Linked DNA regions of Mus musculus: all the other regions are linked to region 1. A link is a contact called in public Hi-C and targeted proximity ligation data. All regions are on one chromosome and are shown on one strand. The core of a region is the stretch at or near the end of the contact, and the rest is flanking DNA. Distances in the headings are between cores, read along the strand shown.

Region 1 (3,439 bases), core at 356-2,855:
CATCCAAGAAATACAAATGGCAATAACCAAGCATTTACTTTCTCTTCTTATGAATCCCCTGTGTTTATGAAGTAAAGGGTTCCCAGGGACCTTCTGTTATTATGTAACATGTGTCATCCAGCCGTGTTATGTAGTTAAGAGCAGGACAACAGAATCCTCTGCTTTACCAATTATGTCATTACTATTAATTAAAATGCCATTCAGATGGTGTTCTGGTTCTGTTGCTGTCCCATCCCTGCTGTTCACTCTCCATATGGACTCTGGGCTCGAGTGTTGTGTAACAAGTTTCATTCAGGGTCCCCATCCAAGTTATGAATCCTACTGACACTAAAACTACACTGCTCTCTAACACACAAGAACTGCTAGCAGCACAGTGGCTTGAGACCTGAATGTGAGACACAGCTTGGTCCCCACTGGAAATAGCATGTGCTTGACTACACTGTCCCTGAAAACACATTAACCCTCTGGGGGGAAATGAAAGTGTTCATTGGGAACCATGTGAAAATTCTTTTAGGAAAAACAAGTAATATTCTCTCTTGGATATTATGAAAACATTGTTTTTTAAAAAAAAAATCAACAGACTAGGTTTCCATTTATGGATTGTAAATGTCATCCAACTCAGGAAAATTTTAAAAATTCTTCTGTTTTATATGTATATTTTCTTATTCTTTTACACTTTGATGGTGACAGAACCTCAGGTTTGAACGGTACCAGCATGAAGCGCCGGCGGCATGTAGAAAAATCCAGGAGAGCCACAAGAGCTTGGAAAGTCAGGGTAATATCAACGCATTTCATTTCAGTCTGATGAGCCTGCAGTTAGGATTTTCCGGCTGGCCAGGTTGGCTGGGGCTTTGGGGAAGAAGGGGATTCTGGTTCCTCCGTTCAACAGCCACTCACACACACGGTCAGACACACACCTGGGGCGCGTCCAAACTATGTACAGTAGGTGGCATATATGAACGTATATGTATGTATATTTTAAAAATACCTTGGCATCTGACAAAGACACGAAGGCAACGGATGTGCAGGGAGTCTGGCCCTGAGAAACGTGCACAGCCCCTCAAGAAGTGCCGTGAAAATGAGACATTTCTGAGGATGAGGACAGACATGGCAAGCGGGAGGGGCAGGGGCCGACAGACAATACAGAGACCCGCAGCTTCCCACCGCCTGGGCGCCACATGGACCCGGGCGCGTAACCCTGCTTACTGTGGGCTCTTGGGGTAGAAGGGCAGGGTCACGTGGCTGAGATCCTGGATGTCGAAGGCGGTGGGCTCCGCGGAGATCGCCTGGCGCTTGGTGCGCGGTTCACCCTGCAAGGTGCTGGCGCTCTGCTTCTGCGCCTGCTGGGTGGCCGGCCGGATCACCGAGCGATACTTGTCCAGTTCGTTCTGCAGCTTCTGGATCAGTTCGTCCTTCTGATCCAACTCCAGCTCCAGCTCATCGATGAGAGCATCCCGCTGCCTCAGCTCCTCGATCTTCTCCTGGAGCGCATACTGTAAATCCCGCAGGGTGCCCATGCTCCTCCGGGCTGCCGGGGGCTCCTGCCTGCCGCTGCTCCGCGTCTTGGGGCTTCCTCCCCTCTCGGATCAACTTTCCCTAAAGTCGCCGCTGCCTCGCGAGTGCAAAAGCTTCCCTCGACTTGAGACCAAAGCCAAGCCTGGCTTCTGAGCATGCCCAGTCCGCCGCTCCAGCCACAGAGAGTTTCAGTGTGCAGATTCCACTTCTCCGGGTTTAGGGATGAGCAAAACAGGTCCAGCCCAGGATGAACCTGAAAGGCGGTGGGAGCCGCGGCGCTTTGGGGAGCAAAGCCCGGAGGCGCAGTGACCCACGGGCGGGAGGAGGGAGACTGGGCTCGGAGGCGGTGGCTGCTCGGCTCGGGTCACCAACGCCGGGTGCCAAAGGAAGCCAGCGATGTGTGTGGGGAGCCTGATAAAGCTCGGGGGCGCTGGGGCTGTGCGGGCGGAGCGAGGCTGGAGCGCTACTTCGGAGGTGGAGAGGTGGGAGGGAGAGGACCAGGAGCAAACTGGAGGCGTCAGCGGGCTCCGGGCTACAGAATGTGGGGCTAGGTTCCTGGCGACCAAGGGAGACAGAGCAGACTGTGCGTGCTAACAGCTTTGACTTCTGGAGGGATTGTGACCGCAGCCTCACAGAGGAAAACAGTGTGGCTGAGCGCTTGCGTCCTCCACAGCACCTTTCCCACGGGGAGCGCCTCACACAGGTGTCTAGGGTTTGCAAAGAAACTTGCCTCTCCAAAGGTGAGAGCTTACAGTGCCTGGGAGGGATTTCCACGGGCGTCCAGGTGCCTTTGAGGAAGGTTAGGATGGGTATCTGACCTCCGCCCCCAAGCCTTTCCACACTCCTAATTTTCCCTATTCTTGCCTGCCAAACTTAGATCAATGAATTCGTCTAGGGGCAAAAGCCAAAACCCCAAAGGATTTTGGGCCGGAGCAGGCCTCTCAGCAGCTCCCTGGTCCCTCCCATTTGTGCTAGTATCAATTGCGGAATGGTTCCCTAGAGGCCTGGCTTCTTCCATTTGCTGGATTTGGTGAAGTGGGTGGGGGCTTAAAAAACACAGCGGAGTTCCAAAACATTCTTTCAGAAAGGGAACCATACCTTTTCAACGTTACTTTCCTAACAGCCCAGGAGTTAATGAGAAAATTTTGCCAACTTTGGGGAAGAGGTAAGATCAACAAAGGATGGGAAAACTACAGGAGCTGTAATTGCACTGTCCCACCCACTACACTAGCTCTCAACCCAACCACTTCACCAGCCAGAACCAACTGCTCAGTGTGGGCTAAACTGCTAGCAAGAAGGCGGCATTCTTTCAGTCCAAGAATTGGTCTCTCATCTTGGGAACACTTATTTAGAATACCCAAAATATTTACCTAATGCTTACATAAGTGCCTAATAGTTAACTAAACCTTCACCAGCTTGTCCAAACTTATAGCTTAAAAAGAAAGAAAGAAAGAAAGGGAACCTTTAAACTTGCTATTCTTTCACACTCCGTGTTATAATTCTCATATTCTATCTACCCACCCTTTAACACTTAAACGAAACAGATAGAAAATTCATTAAAACTAAGTTGCAATACAAAACTTCTGCCTGAAATCTCAAATTAGCCAAGGACACAAATCTCTCTTAAACAACAACAACAACAACAAAAACGTTGCCTATTTATTTCCTCAAATGGCCAACATTTTCTATCTGAGCTAAGAAAGCTGGAAAGAGAAAGCCTACTAGCCACTAGCACATTAACAAAACTTCTTCCACAAAGACTATGATGTAGTTCTCTCTACAGATGGAGCCATGTGTATTCCTTACAACCAGAAGCTTTGAATTCGCTTCAGAGTACAATGTAAAAAGTCCACAGGACAGGAAATATTTTCAAAAGATAGCAGTTAAATAATAGTTCTGAATTAACTGTTATTTCTCTTAAAAG
Region 2 (3,229 bases), core at 351-2,850, 300 kb before region 1:
AAGGAAACCACATGGACCCTACTTGTTTGTGTCACAAACTCTGTACTTCAAATTCTGATTCTTCACACACAGAGATTACAGTGTATTGCCTGCTTCTTATGGACAGTGGTAATGAGAATTTACAAGATATTTTTTCCCCTTTCAAAATGAAGACATGGGATTCCATCTGCCATTAATATGTATAAGGAAGATGTCTTAGTTAGGGTTTTACTGCTATGAGCAGACACCATGACCAATGCAAGTCTTATAAAGGACAACATTTAATTGGGGATGGCTTACAGGTTCAGAGGTTCAGTCTATTATCTTCAAGGTAGGAGCATGGCAGTGTCCAGGCAAATGAGATGCAGGCAGAGCTTAGAGTTCTATATCTTCATCTGAAAGCTGCTAGAAGTCTGGCTTTCAGGCAGCTAGGAAGAGGGTTTAAAGCCCACACCCACAGTGACACATCTACTCCAACAGGGCCACATATGCTAATAGTGCCACTCCCTGGGCCAAGCATATGCAAACCATCACAGGAGAGATTACACAAAATATAAATAAAGGGGCTCAGATGTTTTAAATTTCTCCAATATTAAGTATTCCCTATAAACTTCTACCTGTTGCAGATGTCCATTCATTCTTTATTTTTTACTGTTGAATGCCATAGAGTTAAGTACTTAAACCACAGTGAATTTCCAAATGTTAAACAATATTCTATATAACTTGGCATTCTTTGGAGAAATAAAACCAACAAGTTTTCTATATAGCATATGTAATGTACTTACATATTAAACAATACATTAAAGGATTTATTTTAAGAAATTAATTACAGAAGTCTACTTATCCCAATGTCTGTAGCTGGTATGCTGGGACCAAGGAACACAGAGGGATTAACTGCAGTCAGAGTCCAAAGGCCTAAAACTTGCTGTACTCAGTTAGCTGTTGCCCAGGGAACTAAGAAAATCTACTGTTTCAGCTCTAGTTGGAAAGTATTGAAAGTCCAATGTCCTATGGCTATCAGACTTACAGGAAGATCAATCAATTGTCTGATTTATGTCTCCACTGATCAGATGAGGTTACTCTGTTAGGTAGTTAAGTCTCAATTTATTGATTTAAATGTTAACCTCATCCCCAGTACCCTCATGGGCACCTAAACATCTTGTACCCTACAGTGTTGTCAAGGTGACACATACAATTAACCATTACCTGTACCTGTAGGGCAATGGATGACCCAGTTAGGTCCTAAAGTCTGAATCCATGCCATGGTTATCCTTTGCCTCACTGTTAGACAGGAAGCCTGATGCCTTCACTCTCTGGTTTCTTTATGGAGCGCTTTTTCCAACCCATTTACTGATCTATAGATGAATATTTTACTTTAAAAGGTACACCACGGACAAGAGAGACCCTCAAGTTCAAGGTGAGAGGGTGACCCTGTAAAGCTCAGTAGTATAGGTTCAGGGACTATCATTTCGATTGATGTGTCAACTATAGCAAAAAGAAGGGCACAGAAACCAAACACTTATTTGCAAATTGAAATGTGAGGCCAGCTCGAGTAAGAGACACATTCTGCCTTCGAGGAGGAAAAGGACATCTGATTCATGGCAAGCCCTGCCAAGGTACAGCTGGCTGAGCCAAGTGGCTCCCTGCCACTTAGCCCCAAGAAACAAGGGGAGGCAGTCTCAGGCTAGGTGGAAGGATAAAAGGCTTCTTATGAAAGGGGGCTTGATTACTGCTGTGAGTTTAATTATACTCCCTCTTCCTGAGTCCAATCAATATTTAAAAACAAGAAAGAAAACAATTTCCTGAGATTGTTCCCTGTTTTCAAGATGGTCAAAATTAGCCCCCAGAAAGTAGTCAAAGTCAGAGAGAGAGAGAAAAAAAATCAAGTTCGAAAACATGAATACAAACAGAAGTTTGTGAAAACGTAACTGTTCCTTCTAGATCTCCAGCGAGCCAAAGGCCAAGGCAACAGCCTCTAGGCAGGAGGGAAGAAGGAACCTTACTTGTTTAATGAAGTGTCCTGAGCCACGGCCGGAGAGGGTGAGCATTGCTGTAACAACCCCACAAGGCTTCCTAGTTGCATGCTGTTAAAAGCAAATTTGACTTTAAAAAAGGGATATACAAAACACACCCCCAAACACATTGTCTGTACATGATGACCCCAGACATCCTGGCCAGGCCTGAAATCTAAACTATTAAGCTAAAATATAAGCAACCTCTGTGGGAGCCAGGACAAAGGATATTAAATGAGTTGTTCATATGTTCCATCTTGCTACTTAAGGTTGAAGTCTCCCATGTCCTGATAGCTCTTCTGAGCGCAGAGCAAAATAGAGGATTATGTTTTTTTTTTTTTCAGCAGGGTTTTCCCTTCTCTAACCTTGTCTCAGGAGCCCAAACCCCACCACCTGAGGAAGGTTTGGAGCCCTCTGCAAATCTACAAGTTCAACTTCCTCGTTCTGATAAGAACTCAACCAGCAAGTACATGGGATTCCAGGAATGCCTCTCCATACAAATGAGGCATTCACAGTACTTTATACTCCAGCCTTTCACTCTGAAAACCCCTGCCCACTCTCCACAGTTTGTACGTAGCCCTTGGTCGCTCTGAATAAAGTATAGGTGCACCAGCTGTTTCACTAAAGGTCTTCTAAGAGAGCTGTGTCACTGAGTATCATCTAAAAGAGCTGTAACGCTAAAATCTTTGGGGGGACACCCCATCCCCACACACTCACTCTCAGTTTGACTGGCATCCTGCAGATCCTACCCATTACAGACTCTGATTTATTCTTCTAGCTCTGTGTGCAGTGTAGCACCTGAAGGGAGGAAACAGAGGATGCAGAACTCTATAGACCTGGTCCCCAAAACTAGTACCAAATTCATCCAATGACCACAGGTAGGAAAGTTCCCAAACCAAAACCAAACCAACCATGTCAGCAAATGGAAGGACTATCTTGGTGTGATAGTTTTGTAAAGTTTCAAGCCTGCCTCCTAGGTTGGCTGCTGGTTCTTACAGTTACGTTTTATGAAAATCAGTTAAATAAGCCAGAGATAACCCCTGTAAGTTCTGTTTCTGTTTAGCCCACTGGTGTTTTCATTTGTCACAGCATCTCTCATGTTGAATGTTAAAAATTTATCAGAAAAGAATACCTATCTTGTATACCGGAATCTGGGAACCTAAAATTTACCACTCACCTGGTTTCATCGTACTTACTCCAGTTCTGCCCTCCCCCATACCCTTTCAGGATTAAAACTA
Region 3 (3,399 bases), core at 148-2,647, 480 kb before region 1:
TTTTTTTTTTATCCTAATTGAAAAGCAGTCTGTTTTTAGATGCAAGTGTGCTTCTAAATGATACTCAAATGTGAATGAAAGACTTCTCACGTTTTTTTTTCACTGTTTTGTAGCTGTGCTTGATGGCCTTCATGAGTAATACATGGAGACATATTCCTATATACATGTAGCAACCTCATCTCTTTAATTAGACTGCACAGTTTCTGCAGAGCCGAGGAAGCTCATTTTTTTCCCCAGCTCCTCCCATTTCAAACAAAGTGTTCAACCAGCCACTGCCTAGGGTGGGGGTGAATGAGAATTCACAATCAAAGATCTAATCTTTCAGTGTGTTACTGTCATACTTTGATTCTCTGTTGCTGCGATAAACACCATGACTAAAATCAACTTAGGAGGGAGAGGGTTTATTTGGCTTACAGGTGATACTGCTTCACCAAGGGAAGGAAGGATAGGACAGGCACTCAAGGCAGGAACCTGTTGGCAGGAACTGAAGCAGAGACCACGGGGAATATTGCTCACTGCCTTGTTCTTCGTGGCTTGGACATTCTGTTGCTTTTAGATTGTTGTTTGTTTTATTTTTGTTATTTGTTTTTTTGTTTTGAGACAGGGTCTCACTATGTAATGCTGGCTGACCTGGAACTCACTATACAGACCTGACTGTCCTTACAGTCATAGAGATTTGATTGCTTCTTCCTCCCAGTGCGGGGAGTAAGGTAAAAGCCTTTCTTATACAACCCAGGCCCACCAATCAAGGGGTGGCACTGCCCACAATAGGCTGTCTGGGCTTTTGCACATCAACCATTTATCAAGAAAATGTCTCATGGACATGCCAACAGGCCAATCTGATGGAGGCGATCCCTTCATCAAGGTTTCTTCTTTCCAGAGGACTCTAGTTGTGTCAAATTGATGACACTAGCCAGCATAGCTACTTACTTTAAACTATTTCATTTTATTGATTGAAAAAAAAAACTGACCTAGAATATCTTACTCATATTTATAAGGTGACCATTGATATAAGCAGCATAATTCCACACACAGGGACAAACTTGCCACTCACAAGTTTTACATTTGACATGACAGTGTATATATATATATATATATATACATATATATATATATATATATATATGTATATATATATATATATATATATGTATGTATATATATATATATATATATATATTGTGTGTGTGTGTGAGCATCTTTTCTTGAAATTTAAATAAGATGAAAGATTTCCACACATAGTGCTTTTTCTTATACGTACTATCTATTTTTTTAAAAATACAGTTAGGATTTTTAAAACTACAGTGGTTTTTTTTTTCTTTTCTACTCTCCCTTCTGTGTGCTTTGACAACACCCCATCTGTGTTTACCTTTGCTCAACCACTTACCATTTTGAGTCTTAAAGGCATTATCCAGTACACACATTAACTTCCAGTCATTTAAAAACTAGGAGCTGCATGCCTCCAGACTCCTGATCTCAACTAATATTTGGCACCAGGGGAGTGTTCAATGCTTTGAATGCCACAAACACAGGCACCTCATTTCCTTTCCTGTCTCCCATTGTCTGTCTCTGTCTATCGAGGAGGAAGACCACCCCACCCGCCCAGTTCCAAATATTGGGCTACAGCAGGAGAACAGAAAGCAGCACCATGACTGGGGAGCACACAATGTACAAGATCAACCCTAAAATTAATACACGACGCCAACCTTTCTGTGCTTTGTGTCTGGTGACACAGCTTCAGATTTTAGCTTTGCACCCTGAGTGCTGACAGCCACAATGGCTGAGCAGTATTATAGTGGAGAGAATTGATTTCACTAATGCCCGAAACAAGCACAGAATTTTGATGCTAAGCAATTAGTTTTTGGCAAAGAAGTCTCAGTAGAAAAAGGAACCGCTTTCCTGGGTGACAAAACAATTTCCTTCCTTGGAGTAAAATATTCTTTTCAAAATCTAAATGTTTGGGGGGAATATACGAAAGTCAAAAAGAAAATATCATGTTCTCTTGATATGACTTGTGACACTGCGGTACATGGCACACAAAGAGGTCACAGGCTTTGATTCTAGTTCTATGTGCATCACCTTTATCCCAAGTGAAGTGGTGGCTGGGGGAGGGTACTGTCCCCTAGCCTCAGTCCTGCCCCTTTAAGAAATGAAAATGACAAGAGGAAAGCTTGTGGCTAATTCATGTTTGTTTGTTCTCCAACTAAAATCTTGTCTGACGAGTCTGACGTCCTTGATATGGTTGTGCTAGCCTCTGCTGATGAAATAATTTTTCAAAATTACTCAAAACCGTGTTAGTCCCATTACCATGGAGCAGAAGAAAACAAGCAAACAAACAAAGAAGCAAATAATATAGCTTGTAAGTGCCCTATGAAAAATCAATCCATCTTCTCCCACACTGAGTAGGACTCACATCTTATCCCTTCAGCATCTTGGTCTCATTCAGTTTCCAGGTCAATACAAGAGCGTACCAGAGTTCCTCAAATTCCCATTCATTGGAAATGGTTTCCTTGAGTATAAAGGTGGTAACATTAATTCTACAATTTTCTCTTTGTATGCTAAAAGAAAAATCATTATTTCCATTTTACTATTTAATCTCTGTACTGAATGACAACTTTCAATATTTGACATTTGAACACAAATGTGAGTCCAAAGGGAAAAGGAGAGGGAACATGGACAGATTGGTGAATGTCCCCAGCACTACAAACCCCACAGAATAAAGCATTGCATTGTTCTCTTTGTTCCATGTGGAGACCTGGCTTATTTCCCCAAGGTTACCCGAACCCTTTTCTATGGTAGCTGATTTACAGTAAAAACAAAATTTCTTTTTTCTTTCCCTTCAGCTCTAGTCAGCAGTAGCTAAAAGAACATAGCTACATGGCAGGTAAGCAAAACTTCTTAGCAGTTGATTGGATAGTTCACAGGACACCTTAAGAAATGAATATCTATTTAGCATCCTAACTACAAAATACCATGCTGCAATAGCCTGAATAGTGACGGGGAATGTTCCCAAGGGAAGAGCATAGCTCCTTCACACACTCATTTGTGTTTCTGTCTCACATACTTTCCTACCTGCCTTTCTAAAAAGAAAATTATAGGTAATTTGATTTAGAATCTTTTCAAAACCTCACATACAAAAATATGTTCATTTTGTCACTGATAACAAAAGGAAACCAGTATGTTCCTGTGTTCTTATCAAGGGTGATTATTTGTAACTTTTTATACATTTATCATCCTGTGGCAGGGAATGCAAGCTCTATTTATTTAGTCTGATTGGTATTTTCTATGACATGAGAAAAATAAAAGTCTTTAAGGACTAAGTGTTACAGAAACTTAGACCTTAATTTCTAATCATAGATTGGCATAATTCAGCCCAAGAGTGAATAGATGTTCATCTGA

Evidence for each region. Hi-C and Micro-C count contacts between places; a contact is called where the count stands out from the background.
Region 2: a contact with region 1 is called in a targeted proximity ligation map of forebrain, with 5 times the contacts expected there. A contact is called at or near these places in 2 of 484 Hi-C or Micro-C datasets (group 2 innate lymphoid cells and neural stem cells), 6 of 130 datasets of targeted methods (the NIH/3T3 cell line, embryonic forebrain, embryonic limb bud and 3 more) and 1 of 9 other capture datasets (embryonic stem cells).
Region 3: a Hi-C map of cortical neurons shows a contact between it and region 1, with 3 times the contacts expected there. A contact is called at or near these places in 2 of 484 Hi-C or Micro-C datasets (both in cortical neurons), 2 of 130 datasets of targeted methods (astrocytes and forebrain) and 1 of 9 other capture datasets (embryonic stem cells).

What each region holds. Positions count from the first base shown.
Region 1 is chr19:31,662,765-31,666,203 of GRCm38.p6, forward strand. It overlaps Prkg1 (protein kinase, cGMP-dependent, type I), which reads right to left and starts at 1,606. Exons shown (of 18, transcript NM_011160.3): 1 at 1,207-1,606. The coding sequence starts at 1,517.
Region 2 is chr19:31,359,746-31,362,974 of GRCm38.p6, forward strand. All of the region lies in intron 2 of Prkg1 (protein kinase, cGMP-dependent, type I), which reads right to left. Among named protein-coding and RNA genes, the nearest start is that of 8430431K14Rik, 140 kb to the left of the region's middle.
Region 3 is chr19:31,187,289-31,190,687 of GRCm38.p6, forward strand. The region is part of intron 3 of Prkg1 (protein kinase, cGMP-dependent, type I); the gene reads right to left. Among named protein-coding and RNA genes, the nearest start is that of 8430431K14Rik, 27 kb to the right of the region's middle.